Linked DNA regions of Mus musculus: regions 2, 3 and 4 are each linked to region 1. Evidence: chromatin contacts called from public Hi-C, HiChIP or PLAC-seq and promoter capture Hi-C data. All regions are on one chromosome and are shown on one strand. The core of a region is the stretch at or near the end of the contact, and the rest is flanking DNA. Distances in the headings are between cores, read along the strand shown.

Region 1 (2,912 bases), core at 175-2,674:
GAGTGCTGGCCTAGCATGCACAAAGCCCTGTGTTCAGCCTGAGCATCACACGAGCTGGGTGTGCTGGTACATGCACTCAGGGAGGCTGAGGCAGGAGATCATCCTGGACTGTATGTGTTGTATGGAGAGTTTCAGGCTAGCCTGGGAAACATGAGGTCCTCTCCCAAACAAACAGACAAATAAATATAAAGAAAAGGAATCCTTGGGATGTGGTTAGTGGGTGGCGGATGACTCTCACCCCAGCACTCTGAAGGTAAAGACTGCATGATCAGGAGTTCAAGGTTATCTTTTGTTTGTTTGTTTGTTTGTTTGAGTCTCTGGATGGTTCTAGCCAGGGTTTCTCTGTGTAGCCCTGGCTGTCCTGGAACTCGCTTTGCAGACTAGGCTGGCCTCGAACTCAAAGATCCTTCCAAGGTTATCTTTTAATAAGTTTGAGGGATGGAGAGAGGGCTCAGTGGTTAAGAGCACTGACTGCTCTTCCAGAGATCCTGAGTTCAATTCCCAGCAACCACTTGGTGGCTCACAGTCATCTGTAATGGGATCTGATGCCCTCTTCTGGTGTGTCTGAAGACAGCTACAGTGTACTCATATACATAAAATAACTGACTCTTTAAAAAAAATGATGAGTTTGAAGCAAGCCTGGTGATAAAAGCTCCTGCCAGGTTGGGGGTGGGTACACTGGAGAGAGAGCTTAGTGGTTTAGTGTACTCGCTACACTCCCAAAGAACTGGAGATCTCTACTCACATGTCGGGAGCACACACACATACACACAAAGAGAAAATAAAAACTATAAAAAGACGGGTGCCCTCTATGTCCACCCAGCTCCCCATATCCGTTCCTGAAAGTTCTCAACGGATCCTGTATCAGATCATTCTAGTACAGGCTCTTCAGTAGCTTCTCTTCCACTGTGTGACTTGCAAACTTGCGGTCTTTGCCCTACCCCAACCCTACGCGTCCGCCAATAATAGATCACTTAACCCTTCCAATGTCTCCTGTTCCCAGGGCCGGGCTTTTACCTCCATAACTCTGATACCCTCTTTCCTCACGAAGTCACCCTTTAGTCCAGGACAAATTCTTGTATCCTTCATTCCCTCTGGCCCAAGATCACTCCGCCTGTCCATCACTCCAAGCTCAGCTGCACCTGTCCCATCCTCATCCCGCCTCCGCCCCTTCCCTTCCTGCCCGGGAGCCGCACCTGGCCTGAGCCTCGTCCAGGCTCTGGTCGGTGATGGCCATGATCTGCTGCAGGACGTCGCTCGTGTCATGGCCTAGTGGAGCTGTGGTCGGCAGGCGGCGCGGGGCGGGCTGTGGCGGCACGGGACGCAGAGGGGCGGCCATGGGCTACAGTCCCGAGCGAGCGCAGAGGGACAGGTCCCGCCGGGCTCTCGCGCTTGCGCAGCAGCCAACCGCCGCAGACCCAGGGACCACGCCTCCTTCAAGTCCACTAGCCAATAAAACGCCCTTTTCATCTATCTTCGCCGTGCATCACCCTCTCCTTCGCGATGCGCCCCAAACAGCTTCTCAACGGCTGCTGAGGGTTGAGGGTTGTCTAGGAAACAGGAATTCTCTTCTGATCCTCCCACCCCTCAGGACACGCCCCCTGTGGGCGCCGTCACCAATCAGCACCATGCACTGTTCCCCCTCCTCAGCGACTAGCTAGAAACTTCCTTTCTCAACTGCCAGTAAGAAAGGAACCCCATGGTTGGGGTTGCCATGGTAACGACTACCGCCTGCATTTGCTTAAGTCTGGTGCACTTTATGGCTACCTTCCCCATCATAGGCCCTCGTCCCTTGCTTACTCCAGTGCCTCTGCCTTCTCTTTAGTCCTGGATCTGTTTAGGTTATCACTTCTTCACAGGGCCCGGGTTCTTTACAGTCATTCACATCTGAGTTTACTTCCTCAGAGGCTTGCATCCTCACTGTTTGCTCCCCATCTTCATATTTTTCAAAAATTTCAAAAATTTGTGGGTGGGCAAGGCGACACATGCCTTTAATCCCAACACCAGGGAGATGGATCTCTGTGAGCTCTAGGCTAGCCTAGGCTACATAGTTTCCAGACAGCCAGGGCTATACAGAGAGACCTTGTTTCAAAAATAACTTGAGACAGAGTCTCTTATTGCCCATGCTGTCCTCAAGTTTGTTATGTAATGAAGGTTGCCCGAGTTTGCTATGATTGGAGCATGATCTCGAACTTTCTTCTACCTCTAACTCCTAAGTGCTGGGATGAGTGCTGTGTGCCACAGGGCCCTGTTTGTGTGGTGAAGAGGATGGAATTCAGGGCAGCAAGCATACCAGACAAAACCCTACCAACCTAACTATATCTGTACCCTAAATTTTCAGCGTCTTGAGTCAGTGCCTCATATAGTTCAAACTGATATCAAATTCACTGGTAACTGAGAGTGCCTTCCCCTCTCCTCACTGCCCTGGCTACTTCCTCAGAACTGTGGGTCTTCCTCCTCATAGCTCCCCACAGCTCCTCAGAATTCCCACTCCCCAGTCCTGCCTCTTCCTCAAGGCCTCTCACACCTGAGTCCCAGGCTCCGCAAAATTTCTGGTCCTTTTCACAGTCCCTCCCACCCCCCGCCCTGGGGTTCTCCCAGCAGCCCTCAGGGTCCTCCACTCTATGACTCCTCAGAATTCTTCTGGGCTGGTGAGATGGCTCAGTGGGTAAGAGCACCCGACTGCTCTTCTGAAGGTCCAGAGTTCAAATCCCAGCAACCACATGGTGGCTCACAACCATCTGTAACATGATCTGACTCCCTCTTCTGGTGTGTCTGAAGACAGCTACAGTGTACTTACATATAATAATAAATAAATCTAAAAAAAAAAAAAAAAAAGAATTCTTCTGACCTCAAGAGCATCAATGTCTGCAATATTTGACTTTTTCTGGGGAACTGCTCTGGGATAAGAA
Region 2 (2,912 bases), core at 210-2,709, 470 kb before region 1:
GGGTCACATCTTTAATGAACTAAAGACAAGCTGAGCATTGTGGCACAGGCCTGTCATCCTGCATCTGGGAGGCTGAGACAAGACTGCTACATCTAGGGACAGCCTGGGCTATATGAAGCTGCTTAAAACATAAAACAAAACCAGGGCAAGGATTTAGCCTGTGGAGCATTTGCATCGAAGCTGTGCTTTGGCTGTGCACACTATGATCCCAGCACTCCAGAGAGCAGGCATGGCCATCAGGAATTCAGTGCTCTTCAGCAACATGGGGAGTCTGAGGCCAGCCTGGGCTAAAGGAGACTGTCTTCTTTTATAACCAAACTTCCCTTTTGGGGGGAGTGGGGGAGGCGAGGAGGGTACAGTTCAAGACGGGGTTTTTCTGTAGCACCCTGGCTGTCCTGGAAGTCGCTATGTAGATCAGAGTGGTCCAAAACTCAGAGACTTGACTGCCTCTGCCTCTGGGTGCTGGGATTTAAGGCACACCAAGCTACCTCCGGTTTAGGACTATTATTAAGACAGATTACAGTATTACCCGAACTGACCTAGAACTGCTTATGAAGATCAGGCTGACCCTAAACTTACAGAGATCAGCCTCCCAAGTGCTGGAATAGAAGGCGTGCACCATGATGCCTGACTTTAGACACTTAAAAAAGGGGGGCGGGGGGGGTTTAAAAACGAAACAGTAAGAGGTTTTATGATGGAGCTAGTGGCGCACACCTGTCACCTCACCATTACCCTGACTTCAGGTCAGCCTGGGCTATAAAGTGAGCCCCTGTCAATCAACCACCAGAAAGTTGGAAGCTTGGCACAGGGGTGCACACCTGTCATCCTAGCACTGGAGGGGTGAAGACTGGAGGCGCAGGACCTCAAGGTTAGCCTCGGTTACAGAGTAAATTGAAAACCATCCCTAATTATAAGAGAAACCGAGTCCTCGGACCAGAACCTCAGAGCGCGCCGGAAGCTGCTCCGCACGCTGCCCACCTTCACGCGCTGAGCCTCGTTGATGCACTGCTGGTAGCTGCCGATGTAGAAAGCGTTCTTCACGTCGAACAGCTCATCTACCTCTCCGGAGCCGCCAGAGACCGCGCCAGGAACCGGAGGAGCCATGTCACCGCACCTCTAACCAACCTTCTTCTGGGACACGTAGGCCGGAAGCAGGTCCCCGTCGTCAGGAACTCTGGGAAACGTAGTTCTATGGGACAAATCAGAGGCGATGAAAAAGAAACCTTGCAAAGCCTCCCGAGAACTATAGTTCGGATTCCGTCAACAAACACAAGGCCTTCAGAACCAAAACACTGAAAAGCGGTCAAAGCTCGGATTGGTTGAAGGATCTGGAGAGGGTCTCTCCGTGACGTCACATTCCTCCGCCAACGTCCTCTCACAACTTTTCCAGGCCGGACTGCGCCGGGGTGGACGTGACGTAGCATTCACGCGCCGGAAGCACTCATTTCTAGGTTCTCTGCCCGGGTCTGGAGCATGGCGGGGTTCGCTGAGATCGGGTTGTCGTCGTGGCTGGTAGAACAGTGTCGACAGCTGGGGTTGAAGCAGCCCACGCCGGTGCAGCTCGGGTGCATTCCGGCCATCCTGGAAGGTGAGTTCTCGCCTTTCTTTTAATGCCTTTCTTTGCCCGCTCTTCCTTAGCCCCACTTGGGTTCCAGGAATCAGGACAGCATTGAGTGTTTCGGGGACCCTGACCCGCAGCATTGACATTTACGCTGCGACCGACTCGTGTTCATTATCACACAGGTGATGGGTGGCACCTCTTAAGTTTTCGTAGCACCCGAGCATAGGGAGAGATCGGTGAATGACTAAAACATGGCACTGAAAAAAAAAAAGGGTAGAGCTGGCTTTGACGTAGAAGCCGTCAAACTCCAGGTAAAAACCAATGCTCCGTGTTTGTGTCAGTGCTCTTCGACCCAGTTCACTTTTGCCATTAAAGAGGCGTCCTTGGAGCCGGACGTGGTGACTCTCAGTCATCTCAATACTGAGCAGGTGGAAGCAAGAGGATCAGGAGTTCAAGGTGATCCTCAGTTTGGTAGCAAGTTGCAGACCAGCCTGGGCTACCTGAAAATTTGTTTCAAACAAGCAATTATAATAATTGTTGGAAATTAGATAATAACACGTTCAAGGGACTAGTGGAAATGAAACAGTTTTAAATATTCAATTCTGGAGAAAGGGGTACCAGCATAGAGAAAAGGCAAAAATAGCTGGTGTGGTGATTTCAAGCAAGTTTTTGAAGCCTTTCCCCAAATATGGGAAATTCCTGACCTTTTCTTCCATAGACCTGCAGGGCTTTTCCCCTCCCCAAATTCCCCATCCCATTGGTCCATTGGGGCCCCAAGTCTTCTCTAATGAATAGTTTGGGTCTTGAGGCTGCCTCTCTTCTATTCTCTTTTCTTTCTTTTTTTTTTCCCTTGTTTTTTTGTTTTTTTGAGACAGGGTTTCTCTGTATAGCCCTGGCTGTCCTGGAACTCACTCTGTAGAACAGGCTGGCCTTGAACTCAGAAATCTGCCTGCCTCTGCCTCCCAAGTGCTGAAATTAAAGGTGTGCGCCACTACTGCCTGGCTGCCCTTCCTTTCTAATCATGGGCTCAGTCACATAGCAGAGCACCTGTAACTCTCCGAGTCTTAGACTAACTAGGGGAGAGAAGGACCCAGTGCCTCCAACTCATCTGTAGCTCTAGTGAACTGTAAGCTCACCTCGTACTAAAAGCAGACCATACCCATCTATTTCTTACAATAATGAGGGAATGCCCAAGGGACCAATCATGGCCCTTGCTCCACACTGATGCTGCTTTGCCATCTGCCTAGGTCGGGACTGCTTGGGCTGTGCAAAAACAGGAAGTGGCAAGACAGCAGCCTTTGTGCTTCCCATCTTGCAGAAGCTGTCTGAGGACCCTTATGGCATCTTCTGC
Region 3 (2,912 bases), core at 155-2,654, 360 kb before region 1:
GGGATGGGGACCAGGGATTGCACACAGGAGTCATGAAAACTGGGAAGTTGGAAGGATGGTCTGGGACATCGTGTGGGGTAACTGTCCCCTCACCCCAGAGCTGACTGCACATGGCTAAGCAGTGTTTCAGACAGCGCTGAGGGTGAGGACTGTGAAGAGGTGGGCTGGGAGAGCAGTGCTCACTAGCTGTCTCGGCACTTGGGTGGCTGAGGCAGGAGGATTGCAAGATTAAAGAAAGACTGTCTCAAATCAGGGGAAATGATGGTTACATGCCTGGCATGGCACATGTGACAGTTACATGGCACATGCCCTAGTGCTCAGGAGGCAGGAGCAGAAGAGTCTTGAGATGAAGCCAGCCTGCTCTGCATTAACAAATTCCAGGCCAGCCATGATTGCATAGAGGGACCCCATCCCAAAACAAACAAACAAACAAACAAACAAAGTCAAGAGAAAAGGGACGGGAGATGGTTCAGTCAGTAAAAAAGTGTTTGTCAGGCATGAAGACCTGAATTCAGACCCCCAGGACCCACATGGAACCGTGACAGCCTGTGTCTGTGAACCACACTAGGGCAGGAAGGCACAGAGAAGGGAGGATCTTGGAGCTTGTTTACTGTTCATTCTAGCTGAATCAGTGAGCCCACTGAGAGACAAAAAATGATGAGGAACACTTGATGCTGACCTCTGACCACCACACACATGGGCACAGGAGGACACAAACATTAAAGGCACTTGATGCATCTCTGGGTCTTGGTCCCCTGATGAGCAGCTCCTCCAGCCTCTATGAGGCCTTGACCACTTTGTTTTTGAGACATTAACCTGGAGTTCTGTTGCAGAGAGACCACAGGCAAGTGCTCAGCTCCCTGCTGTCTGGAGCCCTGGCTGGTGCACTTGCCAAGACAGCAGTAGCCCCCCTGGACCGGACCAAGATCATCTTCCAAGGTAACAGCTGTGTGACTGATCTTCCTCCCACTTCTCCGCCAACCCCAAATACAGAGTCCCAGATTGTAGCCCAGACAGGCCTCACATTTCACTTTATAGTCTCGGTCAGCCTTGAATCTACAGCAGTCTTCCTGCCTCAGCCTAGTAAGTACTGGGTGCTATGCCACAGGAGACTGCCAGGAATTGCCAGTCTGATACAAGAACAAAGAGAATCTTTATTATACCAATCTGACTCGGATCACAAGCCTTCTCTGTCCCGCAGGTTAGGGATGCGATGCTCTCACCCAGGGCCTGAGATATCTATAGGAGTGTGCACAGCTGGGATTCTTGAGCTTTGTACCGAGGTACATGGCTGGGAGGGGGAAGGAGTGCCGTCCTTCATCCTGGTAACAAGTGTTCAGACAGAGAGGTGGGGACAGAACTGCAGCTGGAAAGGGACCTTCCTGACCTGGGAAGAAGGAACTCCTTTTTGTTCGCAGTTTACAAACTGGTCTCAGCTGTCTGGAAACACTTAATTGCCTTTCCCATAGCCCAAGAGTGGGCTTTTGTTACTTCAAGAATATTGGCTCCTGCTTCCTTCAAGGGCAGGAGCCATCTGCACTGGAGAAATGCTGGTTGTTAATCAGGGGAGGGAGGGCAAGTTATGGCCACGGGGAGGCTAGGGTAGAATGCCTTTCATCTGCTCCCAAGGCCAGCATCTGTGGGGGCAGAGGGGGGCCTGGGGGGAATGAAGGGAGAGATGGTTGCTTTGGCTGACACAGGGACAAGGGAGTTTGGGCCAAGGATTACTGCAGAGACGGGCATGATACCTCATGTCTCTTCATGGGGTCACTTGTGTTTGCTACCACACCCTGTGTCCTTCAGAGACACTTGTCACTGCTGTAGAGCACCTTCTAGCACCTTGAATCTGCCACACACCACAAAGCCTTTGTTCCCAAACCTAGTCACCTTCCCAGAGAACCCCTGGGGATGTGGATATAATTTGGGGGACATAGCCTAGAGCCCATGTCCCTCCCTGGGTACTAAACTGTGTCCAGCCTGGTAAGCCTGAGCAAGGCTGGGCTTCCTATTGATGGTCAAATGGTGGCAGCCTCCTTCAGTTGTTGGGAGAGGGGCTAACCACAGCTACTGCACCTCAATCACAGTTCGTGTCACCTGCTGACTGAGCACAGCTGTGGCACCAGGCCCTGGGTAGCCATTTCCTGCTGAGGGCTAGAGAAGTACTGAGACTTCACACTGGGGTTGGGGTTTTTGGTGCTGTCCACTGACCACACCAGACACTCCTCACCATCAAATCCTTCTGACCTACATAGCTCAGCCCCCTGCCTCATATAGGATTGAAGACATCATGTTGTGTGGAGCGAGGCAAACCTTGGTACCACTAAGTGCTAGCGCACCTGTGCTGGGATCGGGCCTGGAGAACAGAGGGCAGACCCAGACAGCCTTGGGACTTGTTCTGATGAGGCCTAGGTTTGCTGGCAACAGGGTCAGTGAACTGGAGTCCCTCCCCAGTGCCCACAATACTCAGCCCCTCAGCCCCACAGCCTGAGCCTCTGCCTGTCCTAAGCTGCCAGGTGCTGGCCCCACTGCCCTTCCTGGGGAAGAAAGGATGAGGGCAGGCCTAGGCACGATCCTCCACCCAGTGCATTCCTGTCCACTGCTCACATTCAGCCCCAAGCGCAGGTCAGGCCCCAGAGCCCTGGGTATTGGGGTTGCAGACCCAGGAGCTTGACAGTCACATCTTATGGTCTGTTTGCTTTTGTTTGTTCCAGTGTCTTCAAAAAGATTTTCTGCCAAGGTGAGCTGCTAGAGGGACCAGTGGACCAGGCAGTCTGGGGGAGCAGGCTTCCAAGGAGACCTTTATGCACAGGTTTCTTTTGGTCTTGGGGAACAGGCTTCCAAGGAGACTTTGGGCACAGGTTTCCTGGGACAGTTGTGACTACTGTCCTGCCACCCTAACACACCTGTTGGGT
Region 4 (2,912 bases), core at 131-2,630, 310 kb before region 1:
AGCTGTCCTTAACTCACAGCAATTCCTCTGCCTGCCTTTGCCTCCCAAGTGCTCCCAAGGGAAGAGAAGCATGTACCACCATATCCAGCTGCCCAGAGGATGAACACAGAACTCAAAGGTGCCTAAAGTCCACAATCTCGTGAGGCCTCTACTCTGTGGCAGGAATGATGTGGAAGGCCACGTCCCTTGCTGTGTGGGAACAGCTCTGAGGTATATCACAGGCCCTGTTCCAGAAACATGCCTGCTAAGGCTGCCCTCTGCAGAATCCATTCAAGTTCCTGTTAAGCCTGTTTCCTTTACTCCAGAACTCATGTTCCTACCACAAGTCAACTGCACCAAAACCATCATCCCAGGGTAGACTTTGACCAACAGCTTTCCCAGTCAGGAAATCTCTATTCTTCCTGCTCCATCCATCAAGGATCCTGTTGCTTCCAACTTCAGTCCCCTTCATCCCCCACTCCTTCCTGTATCAGACAAGCTCTGACCAGGCTAATGGTGGCAGATGACACCAACTCCTCTTACCACGCAGGGCTCCCATCAGCTAAAGAAAATAATCTACTTATCTGGTCCTTAATATATTTTGCAGTGTCGGGGATCAAACCCAGAGCTTTGAATGCGCTGGTCAAAGTGTTTACGACTGAGCTAAAGCCCCAGCTCTTCTCTCGAGATTTGAGTTTCAATGTGCAGACCAAACTGGCCTTCAATTTCTTGTCTCTTGAGAAGAGAGGATTAGAGTATTGCGCCACCAAGCCCACATACTCCTTTACGTATTCACAGGCTAAAAACCACATTACACTGAGCAGGGACCTGGATGGATTCTGCTTTTAATTCCAACTCTCAGAAGGCAGAGAGGTTTGAGACCATCCCGGTCTACACAGCGAGTTCCAATATAGCCAGGGTTACATCCCGGGACCTTATCTCAGAAGTAGAAAAGAGCCTTTTCCTGCCCGGGATCATTATACATCACAACACCTCCCGGCGGGAGACACCGGCCTCCCTTTTCCATCGAACCCCGCAGGCCGGGAGGTCTACGGCGGCTCTTTGTCATGTACCTTCCCGCGTTGCCCTCTCTAGGCCCCTCCAACCCCTCTAGGGTCCCGCAACACCTTTCTTTCCCTTCAGCTGCATCTCAGGTTCTTCCATAGTGAAGGCAGCCAGCAGAGCCCAGAAACCGGAAGCGGAAGTCGGGAGGTTGAGACGTTTAAACGTTCAGGTATGGGTTCTGGCGTCCTGTGCGCTGGCTCCTCTTACGAGGTAACTTCTATTCAGACACGAGATAGACGGAAGGAGGCAGTCCTATGCGAGCGTGTCGGGAGGATAGAGATTTCTTGATGTTATAGTATGCCTCGTCAAGGACTCCCTGCTACACGTACAGATAATTCTCAGGGACCAGGGCAGGGAAATTGTTATGGACAAAGTAACAATAATATTCGGTCTCTTTAAATTTGACAAGTCCCGCCCATGTGTCTCCGCCCCGTGGGGCAAATGCTCCGCCCTCCCACCGTCTGTGGATCCGATTGGGGCAGACAGGAGGGGGCGGTGCATGGGGCGGGGAAGCGCACGCGCAATAAAATCTTCAGCGAGTCTAAGGCTCCTTCAGCCCTTTAGGAAGGATAGCGTGCGCATGCGCCACTGTACCCATTGGCCTCAGCGGAAGCCACGCTCCTCCCTCCAGTCTTAAAGCGCTAGAAGCAGCTTCGGGTTTTTATTTTTTATTTTTTGGTACTTTTGCAGGGCAAGGGTGCGCAGGCGCAGTGGAGGAGTTTTCCAGTAGGAGTAGTCGTCGCGTATTAAGTTGCTGCTCTATGTCCCAGGAGAGGAAGCTAGAGAACTGAGCGTCTGGTCACCAACTTGCTCTTTACGAGATCTACTGAACCAGAAAAGTTTGTGAACAGAGCTTCCTGAGTTTTGGAAGACCAAGGCTGGCAGCGTAGGGACACAGAGGAGGCTGGAGGGAGGTGAGTGGATCTTACACGTCGCATCTTTTGTTGAGTCCTAAGTCATTTTGGGGGATTCCGGCCCAAATAACCACAGTGGGACATTGATAAGTTTGACATTAGTATCTCTCTATGATGTTTTCTGATATGACCTCTCTGAGGCCTTACATCTTCACCTTATTAACGAGGGAATGAGGCTCAGCTTAGTCATAGACTAGGTTTTTATAGCTTGTAAGTGATTGGAACCCAGACTGCTGCCAGAACCCTCATTTTATTGCCTTGGCTTCTGGTGTTAATTTATTAACAATGATATTTATCTAAAGCCACAGTTTTCCCGGCGTCATAAAGCAAGGCTCAATATGCAGACCATGGCTGTCCTGGAATTCACTATTTAGACTAGGCTAGTCTTGAACTCAAAGGGATCTACCTGCCTCTGCCTCCCAAGTACTAGGACTAAAGGTGTGCACTATCATGCCCCACCTAACCAAGCTCCAGCCCCAGATAAGAACTCATTTATTCATTTATTTTGTGGGCAGGCTGTGCTGTGGGTTTGGTGTGGAGGTCAGAGGACAATTTACCAGGGTCAGTTTTTTCCCTCCACCCTGTGGGTTCCTGGAATCAAAATTGGGTCATCTGACTTGGTGACAAGCGCCTTTACCAACTGAGCCATCTTGGGGACCACGAGATTTGGCTAATTACTGTCATCTCTTCACTCCAGCTTCCTCCATGGAGCCCACTCAGGTTGCAGAGAACCTTGTCCCAAACCAGCAACCTCCTGTTCCTGACCTAGAGGATCCTGAGGACACCAGAGATGAGTCCCCAGAGAACTCAGACACTGTCGTCCTCAGCCTGTTCCCCTGCACCCCAGACGCTGTGAATCCTGAAGCAGATGCCAGTGCATCCTCACTGCAGGGTGAGAACCACTCTGGGCTCTGGTGAGGGAGACTGTCAAGTTCCAGACCACATCTCTGCTTT

What was found. Promoter capture Hi-C pulls out the DNA fragments that hold promoters and counts their contacts. Hi-C and Micro-C count contacts between places; a contact is called where the count stands out from the background. HiChIP or PLAC-seq counts read pairs in DNA pulled down with a chosen protein or histone mark.
Region 2: a contact with region 1 is called in a Hi-C map of B cells, with 16 read pairs. The contact joins the promoter of Ddx49 here to the promoter of Pbx4 in region 1. A contact is called at or near these places in 6 of 39 promoter capture datasets (the C10 cell line, cranial neural crest, liver and 2 more), 1 of 484 Hi-C or Micro-C datasets (B cells), 3 of 115 datasets of contacts at active chromatin or transcription factors (the SCID.adh cell line, bone marrow-derived macrophages and embryonic stem cells) and 3 of 9 other capture datasets (adipose tissue, liver and macrophages).
Region 3: a contact with region 1 is called in a promoter capture Hi-C map of cranial neural crest. The contact joins the enhancer-like site here to the promoter of Pbx4 in region 1. A contact is called at or near these places in 8 of 39 promoter capture datasets (the 3T3-L1 cell line, 3T3-L1-derived adipocytes, the C10 cell line and 5 more), 3 of 115 datasets of contacts at active chromatin or transcription factors (bone marrow-derived macrophages, embryonic stem cells and pancreatic cancer cells) and 3 of 9 other capture datasets (adipose tissue, liver and pancreatic islet).
Region 4: an H3K4me3 HiChIP or PLAC-seq map of bone marrow-derived macrophages shows a contact between it and region 1, with 2.7 times the contacts expected there. The contact joins the promoter of Borcs8 here to the promoter of Pbx4 in region 1. A contact is called at or near these places in 5 of 39 promoter capture datasets (the 3T3-L1 cell line, embryonic stem cells, liver and 1 more), 4 of 484 Hi-C or Micro-C datasets (CD8 T cells, bone marrow-derived macrophages, forebrain and 1 more), 13 of 115 datasets of contacts at active chromatin or transcription factors (the 230-238 cell line, the SCID.adh cell line, acute myeloid leukemia and 6 more) and 5 of 9 other capture datasets (adipose tissue, embryonic stem cells, liver and 2 more).

Annotation. Positions count from the first base shown.
Region 1 is chr8:69,831,136-69,834,047 of GRCm38.p6, reverse strand. It overlaps Pbx4 (pre B cell leukemia homeobox 4), which reads right to left and starts at 1,424. Exons shown (of 8, transcript NM_001024954.2): 1 at 1,197-1,424. The coding sequence starts at 1,339.
Region 2 is chr8:70,300,999-70,303,910 of GRCm38.p6, reverse strand. It overlaps Ddx49 (DEAD box helicase 49), which reads left to right and starts at 1,459. Exons shown (of 13, transcript NM_001024922.2): 1 at 1,459-1,588; 2 at 2,809-2,912. The coding sequence starts at 1,474. It overlaps Cope (coatomer protein complex, subunit epsilon), which reads right to left and starts at 1,144. Exons shown (of 10, transcript NM_021538.2): 1 at 979-1,144. The coding sequence starts at 1,104.
Region 3 is chr8:70,189,888-70,192,799 of GRCm38.p6, reverse strand. It overlaps Slc25a42 (solute carrier family 25, member 42), which reads left to right. Exons shown (of 8, transcript NM_001007570.2): 3 at 834-939; 4 at 2,712-2,737. Among named protein-coding and RNA genes, the nearest start is that of Tmem161a, 19 kb to the right of the region's middle. Within about 2 kb of position 1,404, at least 17 of the 459 cell types and tissues checked have an H3K27ac peak or open chromatin away from gene starts, as enhancers often do.
Region 4 is chr8:70,137,967-70,140,878 of GRCm38.p6, reverse strand. It overlaps Borcs8 (BLOC-1 related complex subunit 8), which reads right to left and starts at 1,380. Exons shown (of 6, transcript NM_001145552.2): 1 at 1,107-1,380. The coding sequence starts at 1,143. It overlaps Rfxank (regulatory factor X-associated ankyrin-containing protein), which reads left to right and starts at 1,682. Exons shown (of 9, transcript NM_011266.2): 1 at 1,682-1,958; 2 at 2,656-2,850. The coding sequence starts at 2,664. It overlaps Gm45929 (predicted gene, 45929), which reads right to left and starts at 1,380. Exons shown (of 9, transcript NM_001310055.1): 1 at 1,107-1,380.